3 separate regions of the Zea mays genome follow, and all the other regions are linked to region 3. The links are chromatin contacts, called in public Hi-C maps. All regions are on one chromosome and are shown on one strand. The core of a region is the stretch at or near the end of the contact, and the rest is flanking DNA. Distances in the headings are between cores, read along the strand shown. Region 1 holds the start of LOC103626393 (E3 ubiquitin-protein ligase BRE1-like 1). Region 2 holds the start of LOC100275318. Region 3 holds the start of LOC100217120 (disease resistance analog PIC11).

Region 1 (4,428 bases), core at 679-3,178, 640 kb before region 3:
GGAATAGAATGATAGCTCTATCAAAATTTCTCTTTGTCTTGCCCTTCCTCCTCTGATCCTATCTACAGATAAGGAACTTATGTTCTTCCCATTAAGGGACTATGCCTGAAATCTGCCCTGCAACAACTATTGTGTGAATGAATTATAATCCCTGTAACAAAGTTGTAGCATGTTTATCTAAATACCATTTATTCTAATGGCACGACACAAGATTAATGTCAATCAGCTAATGACATCCAGAGATTCGGTTACTGCATCTAATATAAATTGCAACAACAAATTCATGCAGTACCTGTGGAGAAGAAAATAAAATGGAGTGGGCAGCACATACAACGTGAAGAGAAGACAATCCTGCCAAAAGAATTGAACAAAAGACTGGCGTGACAAAAAATGATAATTTGGAGGGAGAAACAAACCCCATGCCAGGGACGCTGCACGAGAGCCGCAGCTCAACCTCGACTACCTCGCGGGGTGGTGGAAGAGCGTGGTGGCGTCCTACCTTGCTGCGATGTGGGAGCCTGGAAGGCGGTACACGGGAGCGTCGGGTGGGGATGAGATAGGGGGAAGGCGTCAGCATCTGGTCGCACGGGAGGCGTTGGCAAGCGTGGGGTGGAGGAAGAGCGCTCGACTACCTCGCTGGTGATGCGGTGAGGCGGGCGGGGGCCGCGACATGTGCGGAGCGTGGGGTGGAGGAAGAGCGCTCGACTACCTTGCTGGCACTTTGGTGAGGCGGACAGGGGCGTCGGGCGAGGGCACGTCATCCTACCTCGTTGGGGGGCGGTGACCTCACCGCAGGCCAACCCGGCGGCTGTAGCGGCGGGGGGACGCGGGGAGGGCTGCGGCAACGGGTTTTCGAGGGGCAGGGCAGGGATCTCGCGGTGGACGTGGATGCGGCTGTCACGACGGTGAGGCGGGCAGGGGCATCACGAGCGGAGACGGGGGCACGAGGTGTGGGGCAGGGTTTGGGTGGAAGGGCGGGGATCTCGCGGCGGATGCGAACGGGGGCAGGGCATGGCGAGCGAAGGCGTCAGGCAGGGGAGTGCTGCACGCGGGCGGCGTGCGTGTGGTAGGCCAGGCGTGCATCGCGGCGGGCGTGCAGGAGAAGCAACGGCAGGCGAGCAGGATTTGCAGAGCGTGAGATGCGGCGGGCAGCGGAGCGGCGGTTGCAGGGCGAGGGCAGTCTACAATCCAACCTTAATAGTTAGTACAGATAAGAAATTAAGACTCTACCGTCACTTGTTTTTTATGTCTATTTCAAATGAATGATGATAAATCTAGACACATATATAAAACACATACATCAAATATTATATGAATTTATTAATTATCTAAAACAAATTTTAATTTGAGTGAGTACAAACTAGAGAAGTGGTGTGGGAAAGTGTGCTGGATCAGAAACAAACTGTCTCAACTTAACAAGATAATTTTTTTTACTTAAACAATAATATGTTAAGAAAAAAGTTATAGCTTAACTAGAAAAAATACTACAGCTTCATGGACTAAAATATTCCATATCTAGGAGATTTTGTCTAACATCAATCACAAAGAAATTGTATTCCAACGTCATGAGAAAACACATCCCAACACCACAAGAAAAAATGTTAAGGACTGGGAGAAAAAATCTCATGGAATAAAAGGTTATAACATACTGTAGAACACAAATTTCAAAAGAAGCAAAAAACATAATAATATAACAAAGAGAACCAATTGCCATGGAAAAAAGAAAAAAAAGGAAAAGAAAGCGGAGAAAGAACGAATCATTTTCATGGGCTGCTCTCACTAACGAACCAACCTAGTAGTCATGCACATCAGCGTCTGCAGTTCTGCACCTGCACGCGCACACAAATCGGCCCAGTAGCGCGTGTGGAGAAGCTGTAATAGTAGTCCCGGAGGAATTCGCTCTCCTGAGTGGAGACTGGAGACTGGAGTTCACAACTGTTTTCGCTGTTTCTCTCTCCCGTAGCCCAGTTTACCTCGCCTAGGGCGACCACCGCCGCCGCCCTACGCCAGCTGCCCAGGTCTTGGGCGGACCCTTTGCCGGCGACGAGCACCCACCACACCAGGTATGCCCGCTCTTTGTCTTCTCTTCCTGCTTGGTGACACCCATGTCTTTTGTTGGGCCCGCCCCTGCCCCCAAGGTGAGCCCAACCCTAACTCGCTGTGGAGTTATTGGGTCCGCCCCTACCCCAAGGTGAGCCCCAACCCTAACTCGCTGTGGAGTATGAAAAAAATCGATGTGGATGGATTTGGTGTGGATGGATTTGGGACCCAGGGCTGTCACCAGTGGGATTTTTCTCAAACCCAGGGTTGGATTCATTTGTGTAAGACTAGATTCTAAAATTCTTTGAATTCAGTTTTAAAAATATTATGTCTCTATTGGTGTTGCTGCGCCCATGAATACTTCCACATCTGGACGAGTTTGTCACGTCCTGTGGCCGCCGTCGACGAGGAATGTGGCTCCGACAAACTCGCCTTGCCGCTTCTTCACGAGGAAGACGACTGGAAACTGTTCTGAATATTCTCTTCGATGCCCTGTCGTGTTCTGGATGTCCTTTTGTATCAACTCTTGCATCTCGACTTGGGCCATGGACTGGGCTGCGGTGTCACCACTTCACAAGTGGGCCGGATGTTACAGAGTTTATGTATCATCAATATATAAGGTTTGAGTACAAAAGGAATCATAGACACATCAATAGATGTGCAAAAGCGCAAGCTATGTCCTGATATGGTTTACTTGGTAACGGAAGCGAATCGAAGTGGAAAAGCAAGCATGTGCCAGAACCTGAAACGTAATTCAGAAATAACGGATGATGAATGTCCGTTTTCCCCGAACATGCAGGAGAATTCTGCATTATTATATTAAGAAGAAAAAGGCTCTAGATAACTTGTACAACCCTTAGTAGGGGTAAAAGAATAAATACGGAAAGGACTCGCCGAATGGACAATAGTGCAAACCAGTGACCAAGAAAGAGAGACCATCATGTCCATATGCTACGGAGCCCCTCGGCTCCTGCCATACCCACATCTTGGGCCTCATCTCTAATACCCCACATGATGTCATCAAAATTAGGCGAGAAGCCCTTAAAAAGGAAACACACCCATTTATATGTTTCCAAATACAGCTTGCCACCAACAAGACCAATGAGTTGAAACCCTAGCTGGCGTCGCGGTGTAGATGGCGACATTCTAAACAAACATCTTGGTATCTTGTAACACCCCATGATTCCAGCCACAGGGTCCGTTGGTGCATGCAGCTGGCTGTGCCTTGCCTATCATGGATGTGGCCGTGAAATTCAGGGCAGCTGTTTCGGTCCCTTTGCATGCGCTGCATGGTTGCATGGCTAGCACCTTGGGTTCCCTGGCTTGCCGGCTTGGAGGCATGGTGGATGCAAAGGGGCATGGAAAGGATATACATCGACCTATCATGAAGAATTACGACCTGAGTTGGAAGCAGCCTTGATGCCGAGCGCTAATTGCCCGTAATCTGCCCCACGAGTCGAGGCGGCCCAACCTATAAGAGATTTTGACTCGGTTGCCAGCTGGAGTGCTTCAACTTGTGAACCTGCTGTGGCTATTGGAGAGGAGGAACACATGTCTAATAATGTTACCAGAGCCCTGTACTTTGATCCTTGTTATTGATGCTTTTTGTCTGCTGTACGTATCAGCATAGGCGCCCACGGATATCCCAACAGCCGGCTAAAGAGGGGGGGTGCTAGGTGGCAGGACCGCAGGACTATATAAGCCGCATAGAGGAGAGGAGAGGGTAAGCAGAATTAGAAATTCAGGTATTTAGGCACAATATAATATTCAGGTATTCATCCACCTGAATACTATAAAATGATAAACATCGGAGGATTTAGGCACAATATAATATTCAGGTATCTCCGCATTTGCGGGGGAAGGCTCTCCTTGGTTTATCCCTTCCCTAGACCCCACTTATGTTGGAGCCTGGTCTGCCCTTTTATAATATTCAGGTATCTATAAGTGTATAGAACCAAATGCTATATTCTTGGTAAAGATTATTGAACTTTTGACGTAACCTAGGCCATGAGTCTGCTAGAAGATACAGTTTGGATTAAATTGCAGTGTTTCATTTTGTCTTTGAATGCATACCAATATTCATTGGGTTCAGATGTAATTTATCTGCTATGTGAAATCTAGAAACTGCCTCAATCAGCACATTTCTATTTATCTTGTTGTATGTTCTGTCCCAACACAGGGTTTTCTTGCATGTTAATAAACATTTTAAAGTTCCAACAAAGCACCAATGGTGCTCAGAGAAGGAAAAATGCTGTAGCTGTACTTTTTGTTTTGTAAATCATGTCTGCTAATGAGACCAATTAATTAATACCATGTTTTTAATCCGAATCATGTTACAGATCAAACTCTAGATATTGCCACTCTACGTCCCAGCATCCTATGACCACA
Region 2 (5,031 bases), core at 1,362-3,861, 610 kb after region 3:
TAAGAAATAGATGGCAAACGCAACCGAACAATATCTTAGACTGTCCAATACAAATGTGCCACCTATTTTAGCGTGCTCCCCTCCCCTCTTCTTGGCTTAAAAGAGACTGTCGGTTTCTCGCTTCCTACCAAAATCAAGTATCATCAGCTCAGATATATTAAAAATATTAATACTTAGATTATATAATGAGTACCTTGCCGAATATGTTTTATGCGGTAGACTTATCTAAAGATATAAATATTAGTAATGTAATCTTTTGGCATCCGCGGGGACTTGCACGGAGGAGGAGGTGGTGGTGGTGGGTACGGATTTAGGCACACGACACACGGTGCGTCGGTGCCAGTACAAAACCGGTGAACAAACAGACGGAAACGCTGTTTAAATCTATGTCAAGTTAAAATTCTTCACAACTTTTTTTTTAATTTTGTTCGAGCTATATGACATAGGAATAACCGAAGAAATAAAGAGGACCACGTAAAATAGGCTCGAAGAGCGAGTTTCACAGGCGCGCATATATATAGGAGGGAGTACTACCCAATGAAAAAAAGAATATTTACTTTGTTTTTGGCAAGAAGGATAGGTCTAACATGGTTTTACGTTCGATGTGAATCTGTCTTTGTAGAGCTAATAGTTAGTTAGCTATTTGTTAGCTAGCTAATTCTAGTAGCACTTTTTGACCAACTAACTATTATCTCTAACTATTATTCATAGGGCATTCAAACATCTCTAAGGCTGTCCGCAGTCGCATGCTCGAAAGGGTACTCTAAAGGATAGAGTAGCGGATAGAGTTGAATCAGCCTGCAGCCGCTCACTCGTTCGGCCACTGGGAATTTAGGGAGGGATAGAAAAACGCTAACTGCAGAGTCGCTCTCTCTCGTACTCGAAAGCTGTCTGTGTGTGTCTTGGGAGGTGTGAGGAGAGAATAAAACAACAGTGATGGAAGGAGAGAATGGAAAAAAATAATAAAAAAATGATTGTTGGTATAGAGTTGAGATATAGAGTAAAAACGACCGCAGAGAATTGTGGTATAGAGTAGATAATCTTGCTGACGGGGATAGAATATTCCTTTTAGAGTAGAAATTTAGAATAGTATGAGTGCGGATAGCCTAAACGTGGAGTGTTCTGTCTGATCGTTCAATGTTCTATCTGATTGGTGTAGTGCTAAAACAGTGTACACTATTCAGTGTACTAGTAGATCACATCAGCCTAACGAAAGCGTACGGACTGACAGCCTGCGCGGGGTGGAAGGATGGCGCTGCTGTCAACAAAAGCGGGTCCCCTTTGCCCCACTGCGAGGTGGAGCTGGAAAAGTGAAGGCAGCGGAGGACTGGCCGCTGGCGTGATGGGATCATGGAGATGAGATCTGGCGGGCGGTCACACGTCAGAGGTAGGTGGCGGCCGGAGACATCATCAGTGTAAGATCGGTCGTATGAACCAACAAAATACTTTTATCTCGCAGGCAAACCAACCAAACCAAACCAAACAATCCCGCTAGCTGTTGCTGAGTGCTGACACACACACACACTGACACACCGGACCGGAGCGGAAAGTTGAGTGCGAAACCAGACGCGAGTCTCTGACGACTTCGCTGCGTGCTCGTGCTCCACGAGTCTCGATCCGACGACAAATCAAAACCAGTCGGACAAGTTGGCACACTTGCTGAGCTGAGCTGAGCTGAGCTTGTACAGGAAGAGATTGATTAAGCGGCAGCCGAGCAGAGCTGCAGATGGGAGGGATCTGAAAACACGTCGCTGAATGAATCTAATTAATCACTACCGGCAAAGCAACAGATCTTTACACACAGTTCTGCAAAACCATCCATCTGTATGCACTACTGCAGAAGACAAGAAGGGAAAAGGGGACTAGATGGAGCCAATGATCAGGCCTCGCTGCTGCAGCCGCTGGACGCGCTGCGCATGGAGGCGCGGCCGACGGACTCGTCGATGCGCTCGAGGCAGGGCTTCCACGGCGCCGCCCGCCAGGGCTGACCCTTCTTCTCCCTCGCCGCCGCAGCCACTGGCATCCGCTGCTGGTTGTGCTGGCGGTGGCTCCCGGAGGCGGCGGCAGCGGCGGCGGCGGCGTCGAAGAGCGCGTCGAGCGGGCTGGGCTTGGGCGCGGCGCTGGCGCCGCCCTTGCGGGCGAGCGCCGTGAGGCGGTTCATGAGGCACGCGAGGTCCACGGCGGAGGACTCGGCCTGGAACACCGACTGCGGGAGCAGGAAGTAGACGGTTCCCGGCTGCAGCGCGTCGTCGGGCCGGAACGGCCCGCGCCCCGGCTGCAGCAGGTGCGCCGACGAGCACAGCACGTACCCCTTCCCGGCGGCGTTGGCGGCGGAGGCGGGGCCGCCGGGCCCGCCGAGGCAGCGCGTCACGTGCGCCACGGTCACCACGCCGGGGCCCTCGAAGTCCTCCACGAACCCGTTGGTGTGGATCACCCGCACCCCGGCGCACGGCCGCAGCGCACGCGCCGAGCCCGGCGACGAGAAGATGCAGCCCATCCGGAAGGCTCCGGAGACGAGAGCGGGGGTGCTCTGCCTGCTGGAGGCTGGAGATGCGGCTGACTGGCAGCGGAGCGACGACGACGGACGAGACTTGGGCGGCGGCAAGGCAGGCGGAGGCAGAGGACGAGAACGGGGAGGCGGGGTGCCTATTTATTTCCGCGGGGAGTTGATGTTTGCAGCGTTGAATCTAACGGACGGATCCGGCGGGTCGAGGTCGGACTCGGACACTCGGTCGGCTGTGGGGCCCAGTGGGGGCCGCCGCTGGTTAACCCCGGTGGGGTGGCGTGGCGTGTGGATTAGGCTGGCTTGGCGGATGGACTGGAGACTACGGAGTAGTGGAGTACCGGAGGGCTTAATCTTTATCTCATGGTTAGGTTAATCTTTAGGCTGGCTTGGTGGATTACACTGCGTAAAAAACGAAGTACCGGAGGGGTTAATCTTTATCTCATGGTTGACTGGAGAGTGAAGACTACTGACTGGAGGGGGTCAGAGGATGCCTTCGGAACCGCAGCAAATTATGGCCTCAAATGGATTGGTTAATGGATAAGGACAAGCCTTATTATCCCATGCTCGGTACTGAATCAATTCTACCTATAATTTGATTGTTAGTTTTTATATGCAAAAGAAAATGTTTATGCTGTCAAATAGTGGATCCTTTGCCCACTAATCCGCTATAACGTCGACAGTGGTTTACGCTAAGTTGTACGCAGTTGTACGCTAATAGATATAGAGTTATACACAACTTAATTTTTCTTTTGTACCAGTTTTACGTGAAAAAATGAATGGCCCGTGCGAAGTGAGATAAACGGCAACTACCCCAAATCATGCACGTTTCTTACGTCCGAAACAGTGGATCCTTTGCCCGCTAATCCACTATAACGTCGACAACAGTGGTTTACGCTAAATTGTAAGTAGTTTTACGCTAATAGTTATAGAGGTTAAGCAAGTTGCGCCTAACAACCGTCAAATATCCAATGTAATTATAAAGAGTTGACAACGCAAGATAGAGCTCAGAGGTGCCATACGGCATCTTGTTATTGTTGTACGTGCAACACGCGCCGATTTTATTTATTGGTTGATGTAGCTGGAGACACACGGTTTGGGGAGAGGAGGCCGCCTGCCGGCTGGCTCAGACGAGTAGTGCAACACCGTACCAGTGGCGAATGCGGCTCAGAGTCCCCGTGCAGGCATCAAGCTGCCAAATCAGCGGACGGAGCAACCGACGCTCGGCTCTCTTATCACTCGCTTTTACTGCGATCGCCGGCCGGCACGTTTGGCACCCACCACGACGAACAAGTCGCCGTGCGCGAACCAGCAGCCGACGCATTTCAGCTACCATTCCCGCTATGTAATGTGTAAGGGCCAAAAAGGCAATTAAAAACAACTCTACTCAAACCGTCACAAACTTCAGGTCCAGTAAAACATGGCAAGATTTCGCTCACTCGGCCAAAGCCGCGTCCCCTCGACAACTTCGGTTGAAACCTTGAGACTTCACCAAATCAGGCCCCTGTTAGATTACATTCGCAGAGTGGTTGCCGTTCTTTAGGCTGTCCGCAACCGCAAGCAAGGTAGTGTAAAATAAAAATAAGAGATTTTGATTTATATATTACATTGTTACAGAGTGAAATTTGAAATATTGAATAAGGAATGAGATAGGATAGTGAAATTTATAATATAGTATAAGGAATGAGATATACAGAGGAAGCATGAGGTGTTGACCTTTGTCCAATAGGAAAGTTTAACAGGCTGCTTGTACGTCACATTCGCAACCTAACGCAGGGCGTCGTCCTACCGTATGCTACAGCTATACCAATGCGATACGGCCCCCATGTACTACGCAAGCTGTGGACAAATTAACTAGCATGGTTTGGGGGGGAAAGTATTTATCTGTCATTCTTATGGGAAATCAATCTACACTCCCGAGTAAAGCTCCTATACATAAAATTTTAAAGTAGAGCTGCTCTGTGGCACCGAAGTAATTTTTAATAATAGCGCGGTCCCAAAAAATCTAGTGGACAGTATCACTTTTGGCTCATCCTACTTTAATCTTAAACCAAACATATTCTAATAAAATAGAACCATACCAAACGCGTAAAACGTCTTTTAAAATTTAGTACCATGCCAAACGCGTAAAACGTCTTTTAAAATTTAGTTAGTAATACAAGGCAAGTAGGACCTGCTGGTGCCAGCCTAGCATATCACGGTTCCATTCCGCTCTAGGCCAATAAGTCCATACCCGCCGCTCGTGGGCCCTTGAACTCCAGCCCAGGCCAAAAGGTCCTCCAGCGATTTCCTTCTCTCGCGCGTTATAATTCGGCCCAGTTTCAGCATCGATAAGAGCAGCTTACAAGTTATATTCCCTCCCTCCAAAAATATAGTTCTTTTCTGGACATCTTTTTTTTCTATCCACGTTACAATGAATAATAATAAATGCAGATAATTAATAGATGTATGGTTAGTCTAAAACTAGTTATATTTTGGGACGGAGGAGTACAACTTAGTACGTACGTATTATTATTAAATTAATCACA
Region 3 (4,595 bases), core at 138-2,637:
GATTTCTCTCAGAAGCTCTTCAGCTTGGTAAGTCTGAGATACCGTGACCCATGCATGGCAATCAAAAGTTCTCCTGATCTTTTGGTTCTTGTAGACACTGCTTGCAACAGTAGTTTTACCTAGACCACCCATACCAAAGATGGCTATCAGAGTTCGGTCCTGATTCTCCTCAAGCAGCCACTGTGTCAGTCTCTCGATTTCCTCGCCATGCCCTACTATTTCAGAATCATCAGTTAGGTAAGCAAAATCTGACGCAGAGAACTGATTGGATTGCTGTAACTTGCTACCCCTGTCTTGTTCGCCTACCGAAATCCCATACCGGCTCCTCATTTCGGACAGCCTCCGGACCCGAGCTTCCACTTGACTGATCCGGATCGGTAGCTTCTGCCACGCTGCAAAGTTCTTCACCTGATGGAACTTTCTCTTGAAGAAGCTGCTTGCATCCATGGCTTGCGTGGTAAGGTAAGCATACTCGTCAACGATATCTTCTACCTCATGGGCGACATCTCTAACCTGGTCCAACCATGCGCCGAACGCCTTGTCACCGGCCTTCTGCGCCCGGACCTGCCCGATAAAGGCCTGCAGGACCAAGAGCTCGCCCTCGGTTTGTCGCATGCCATGCTCAAAATCTGTCAAGATGGGCGCTGCCTCGACCACGTCCGTGCCAATCTTCACCAGCGCGCCTTCTCCCAGGGAAAGGGCAACTTTCCTGAGAACAACAAACAGCGCGTCTGCCATATTCGCTGACTTCTCCTTACTGCTGTATGGTATATTTCCAACCAAGAATCAAGAGATAACCCTGCAACAGTTTGAAGCACACAAACGGTAGATTAGTCGAAACATCACATGGATTTTTGCTGGAAACGGAAGTAAGATGAGGTAACATGAGATGGTAACTAACAAGAAAAACAGCCGCCGCGCGCGCTGTCCGACTAGCAACAGGAGACTTCGGGTTTCATCAGTGTGTGAGGGGAAAGAACGAGGTTCAATAGCTAACACCAGCAGCCGAATTCATCAGGAAAACAACAAGGACGCTGGATCAACTGCCCAGGATTTGGCATTGCCCGATGCCTATAGGATGCTCGACGAATTGGTCACATGACAGATGGCAGCGTACAAGAAGGCACATAAGCTCCTGGCCTCCTGCTGCTCCTACGGGTTGATAACACTAATCGCAAGCGCGCGAGACATGAGGGGCAATCTATCTACAATATCTGCCTGTACGGTTGGTATCATAGCTCGGGGAGGGGGCGGGGGCTTGGAGAAACAAGGAAAGAAAGCGTGCGGACTTAGCTAGCCAGACGAGAACCAATGGAGAAAAAGCCGGCAAATAAATAAGACCAAGGCAATAGATAGTTAAGAAGGCCAAATAACAGTCTTTCAAATAATAGCATTACAAATATACTTTTAGGGATGTAAATAGTAGAGATATTATTCTTTGGTATTCAAATTCGATCCATTTAAAAAAGGCCGATCGATACTTTGTATCCACTCTTTATCATTCGTATTCTTAAAGTTGCCTATTTAAGATGTTATTCATTTAAATTTTATCTCAACTTAATAATATTTATATCCGATCCGAATTCAAAAAGAAATATAAAAACAAATATGAAACAAGTATTATCCGTCTACGTCTGATCTGATTACACCCCTTATATTTTGGATTTGATCGTAGCATCACTTGATTTTTTTTGTTTCTAAATATACATCTAGTTTTAGATAAAAATGATTTAAATAGAAATAAATATAAAACAACAACCATTCACGTATTAGAAATGAATAAGAAAAACAACTAACCACGTATTTAAACTTTGATTTATTCTTCCAAAGAATTTCGACTCATAGTTTATACTTGTTGAGTTTTGACTTTAGCATACGCTTACTGAATTAGCTTTGAGTAGAAATAAATAAATGTAAAGCAATAATTGTCCACGTATCTAAACTTTAGTTAGAAATGAATGAAAAAACAACACTTGTTGAGTTTTAACTTTAGCCTACACTTAATTGGAAGACTGTTGTTGTTGTCACATGCTTTTTCTTTCTACATTTTTTACAACAAACAAATCATGCACGTTCATGGGTACTACACACTTTCGCTACACTGCCAATACCTGAGTCCAGATATTGCGAGTTGATAAGAATTTTGACCTTATTGTTTGTAAACCGTTCAACACCCAGTACCAAGTCTTCGTTCTGACTTCTGACGAAGTCACGGATTGCAGCAAATGTTCAAGGGGCATTGCAGACTGCAACAAGGTGGCGAAGTACGTATCTCTCACTACAACCACCCCACCCAGGTTCCAAACAGACGCCTATTTATTACAGCACTGTGTCAAAAAAAAGTTGGACAAGAACTGTAGCAACCGCAGTGCATCCACAGAGTATTCAAGTTACAACAGAATCTAACAGACTACAGGTGACCCAAAAATTGGTTTAATTGAACATAACCTTCCATCTTTTGCCTTCATAAAGAGAAAAAAGCCCAATTCACCAATGGGGGAACGGGAAACTTGACTACGGGTATCTGGAGGTGCTGGACCCTACAAGCTTCTGTAGTCAAGGACAGTGACTTCCTCATCAGGAGCATCGAGGTCGTTATAACTGCAACCAAAGCCAGGTATGAGTTGCATTTTGTTGCCAAAAAAAATCCCACTAAAAACTACAGCGACATTTTTTAAAGTTCATCCAAAAAAGAATAATTAGCCTTCGCAGCAACAAAATTGCATGAACATCAGAGCACCCAAACATGAGGAAAACAAGATTCTGAAACTGGGGGTAAACCTTCTCAGGCGGCGAGGATCATGGCGGAAATTTGGAGGCATAGCTATAATCGGTGCTGGGCCACCCATCATTGGCCCAAGCATTCCAGCATTGCCATGTGGTGCGCCATTTGGTTCAAAAGGAGGAGGTGGCCCTTGCTCTCTCAGCATATGCATCGCTATCTCTGGAGGTGCAGGAACAAATGGGCCCAAGGGACTGAAAACAATAGCAGCCACAGTAGTTAGCACTTAGCAGTCCCTAATTGCAATTGAAATATGCTGAAATGCATGCCTTTCCACTTACCCAGCACCAGGTACTGGCATCAATATCGGTGGAGCTGGGAATTCAGCAACAAAAGGAGCATTCGAGGGCCGTCCGCGGAAACCATCAAACATCTGATCATCAGGCCCATCACGGCTTGGAGAGTGGTCACCTCTACCATACCTGACTCCATCTCTATCAGCTTTATCATGGTCTCTGTTACTGCCACGGTCAAATTTCAGACGACTGTCCATGCTAGGTCTCCGTCTTCCTCTGTCCTGAAAATAAGAAGTTGGGTCAGGTATTAAGATGTCGGCCCAATTCACCCTTCAATAAGAATCAAATTTGGCAGCAGTCTCCTGTATTAGATACATTTTGTTAGCAGCACATCTACTAAACATACAAAAATATAATGATCCAAATTTGAATTCCCGTGTTTTTAACAGAAGATCCCAAAAAGGCAGACTGTTGACAACTCATTAATTGACTATCCAGCTACGTTATTTTGCGAGATATAATAATTCCACCCAGGCTGCTAAAGGCTAAGCCATCATATACTCCCTCACCCAAGCAAGTAAGCAGTCAGCCATTCATTCAAAATCCACAACATGCAGACACGTCAGCCACATCCCTAAGGACATAATGCTTTGCCCTAAAAAATTGGCAATGTTATGGCACTAGAGATCTGATCCAATGGATCAGTAATAACAAAAAGACATAAACAATACAATGTTCGTCACCAAAAGAAAAAGAAAAGAAAGCTCCTAACATAAATTAAGTTGAATGAAATCAAAATGACACATAAAATAATTAATTATAGGTGAAGCAGAGAAATAGATTTACAGAATATCCCCCAGAGAAGAAGTGTGTTAATCATTATGACCAGACACATGGTATGTCAGAATAATGCTATAATTTGTAGATTAGAATTTTATTAAAGCAAGAATGTGAAGTGTGTTATCCTTACTGGTGCAGACTGTTGCATCACTGGGGTTCCACCTGGTGCGTTAGGATCACTGTTTAAAAATGAAAGGTCTAGATAAGTATCACCTCCTAAACGTCAATGATACTGTTCTTTAGCTGTAAATAGAGCATCACATAAACGTACTTCATGTAATTTTGAAAATAAAGATCCTCTCGAACTTTTGACGTTGACTCTAATACAAGGTCTGGATGCTTGAGCTTCAAATGCTTGTGAACAAACTCAGGAGCATGAAAAAGCTTTGTACAGCCCTTGGCTCCACAGCCATATTTCCATCCATACTTTTCATCCCTGATTTTCCTGACAAGAGGTTCTAAAACTTCAGCAGCTGCTGCATCAATTTTGTCCTTGGCAGTAAGTATGACCAGCTGGTCCTGACCATTCAGTCTTTCCTGCCAGAAAGTATCCAGCTTCTTCTCCCAATCAGCAGAACTGACATCAGATGTGCTAGAAGTCTTACTGTCTACTCTCACGTGACGAAGGCCCTTGGCCTCATGCGACTCTGATGTGCCATAGTAATCAACACCATGAATACGCCACAAATAGGTAAGAATAGTGTCTAGGAGCTCAACGCCTTCCAGGCCTTTGACAG

The links. Hi-C and Micro-C count contacts between places; a contact is called where the count stands out from the background.
Region 1: a contact with region 3 is called in a Hi-C map of tassel, with 3 times the contacts expected there. The contact joins the promoter of LOC103626393 here to the promoter of LOC100217120 in region 3. A contact is called at or near these places in 3 of 25 Hi-C or Micro-C datasets (ear, leaf and tassel).
Region 2: a contact with region 3 is called in a Hi-C map of leaf mesophyll, with 5 times the contacts expected there. The contact joins the promoter of LOC100275318 here to the promoter of LOC100217120 in region 3. A contact is called at or near these places in 4 of 25 Hi-C or Micro-C datasets (bundle sheath, ear, leaf and 1 more).

The regions. Positions count from the first base shown.
Region 1 is chr5:56,966,794-56,971,221 of Zm-B73-REFERENCE-NAM-5.0, forward strand. It overlaps LOC103626393 (E3 ubiquitin-protein ligase BRE1-like 1), which reads left to right and starts at 1,929. Exons shown (of 21, transcript NM_001346887.1): 1 at 1,929-2,063; 2 at 4,380-4,428.
Region 2 is chr5:58,213,277-58,218,307 of Zm-B73-REFERENCE-NAM-5.0, forward strand. It overlaps LOC100275318, which reads right to left and starts at 2,612. Exons shown (of 1, transcript NM_001175028.1): 1 at 1,557-2,612. The coding sequence starts at 2,497. The coding sequence ends at 1,880.
Region 3 is chr5:57,607,901-57,612,495 of Zm-B73-REFERENCE-NAM-5.0, forward strand. It overlaps LOC100217120 (disease resistance analog PIC11), which reads right to left and starts at 1,388. Exons shown (of 3, transcript NM_001359620.1): 1 at 902-1,388; 2 at 1-799. The coding sequence starts at 738. It overlaps LOC100279372 (putative SERRATE-related C2H2 zinc-finger family protein), which reads right to left. Exons shown (of 12, transcript NM_001152388.1): 8 at 4,130-4,595; 9 at 3,989-4,037; 10 at 3,064-3,299; 11 at 2,782-2,976; 12 at 2,255-2,601. The coding sequence ends at 2,541.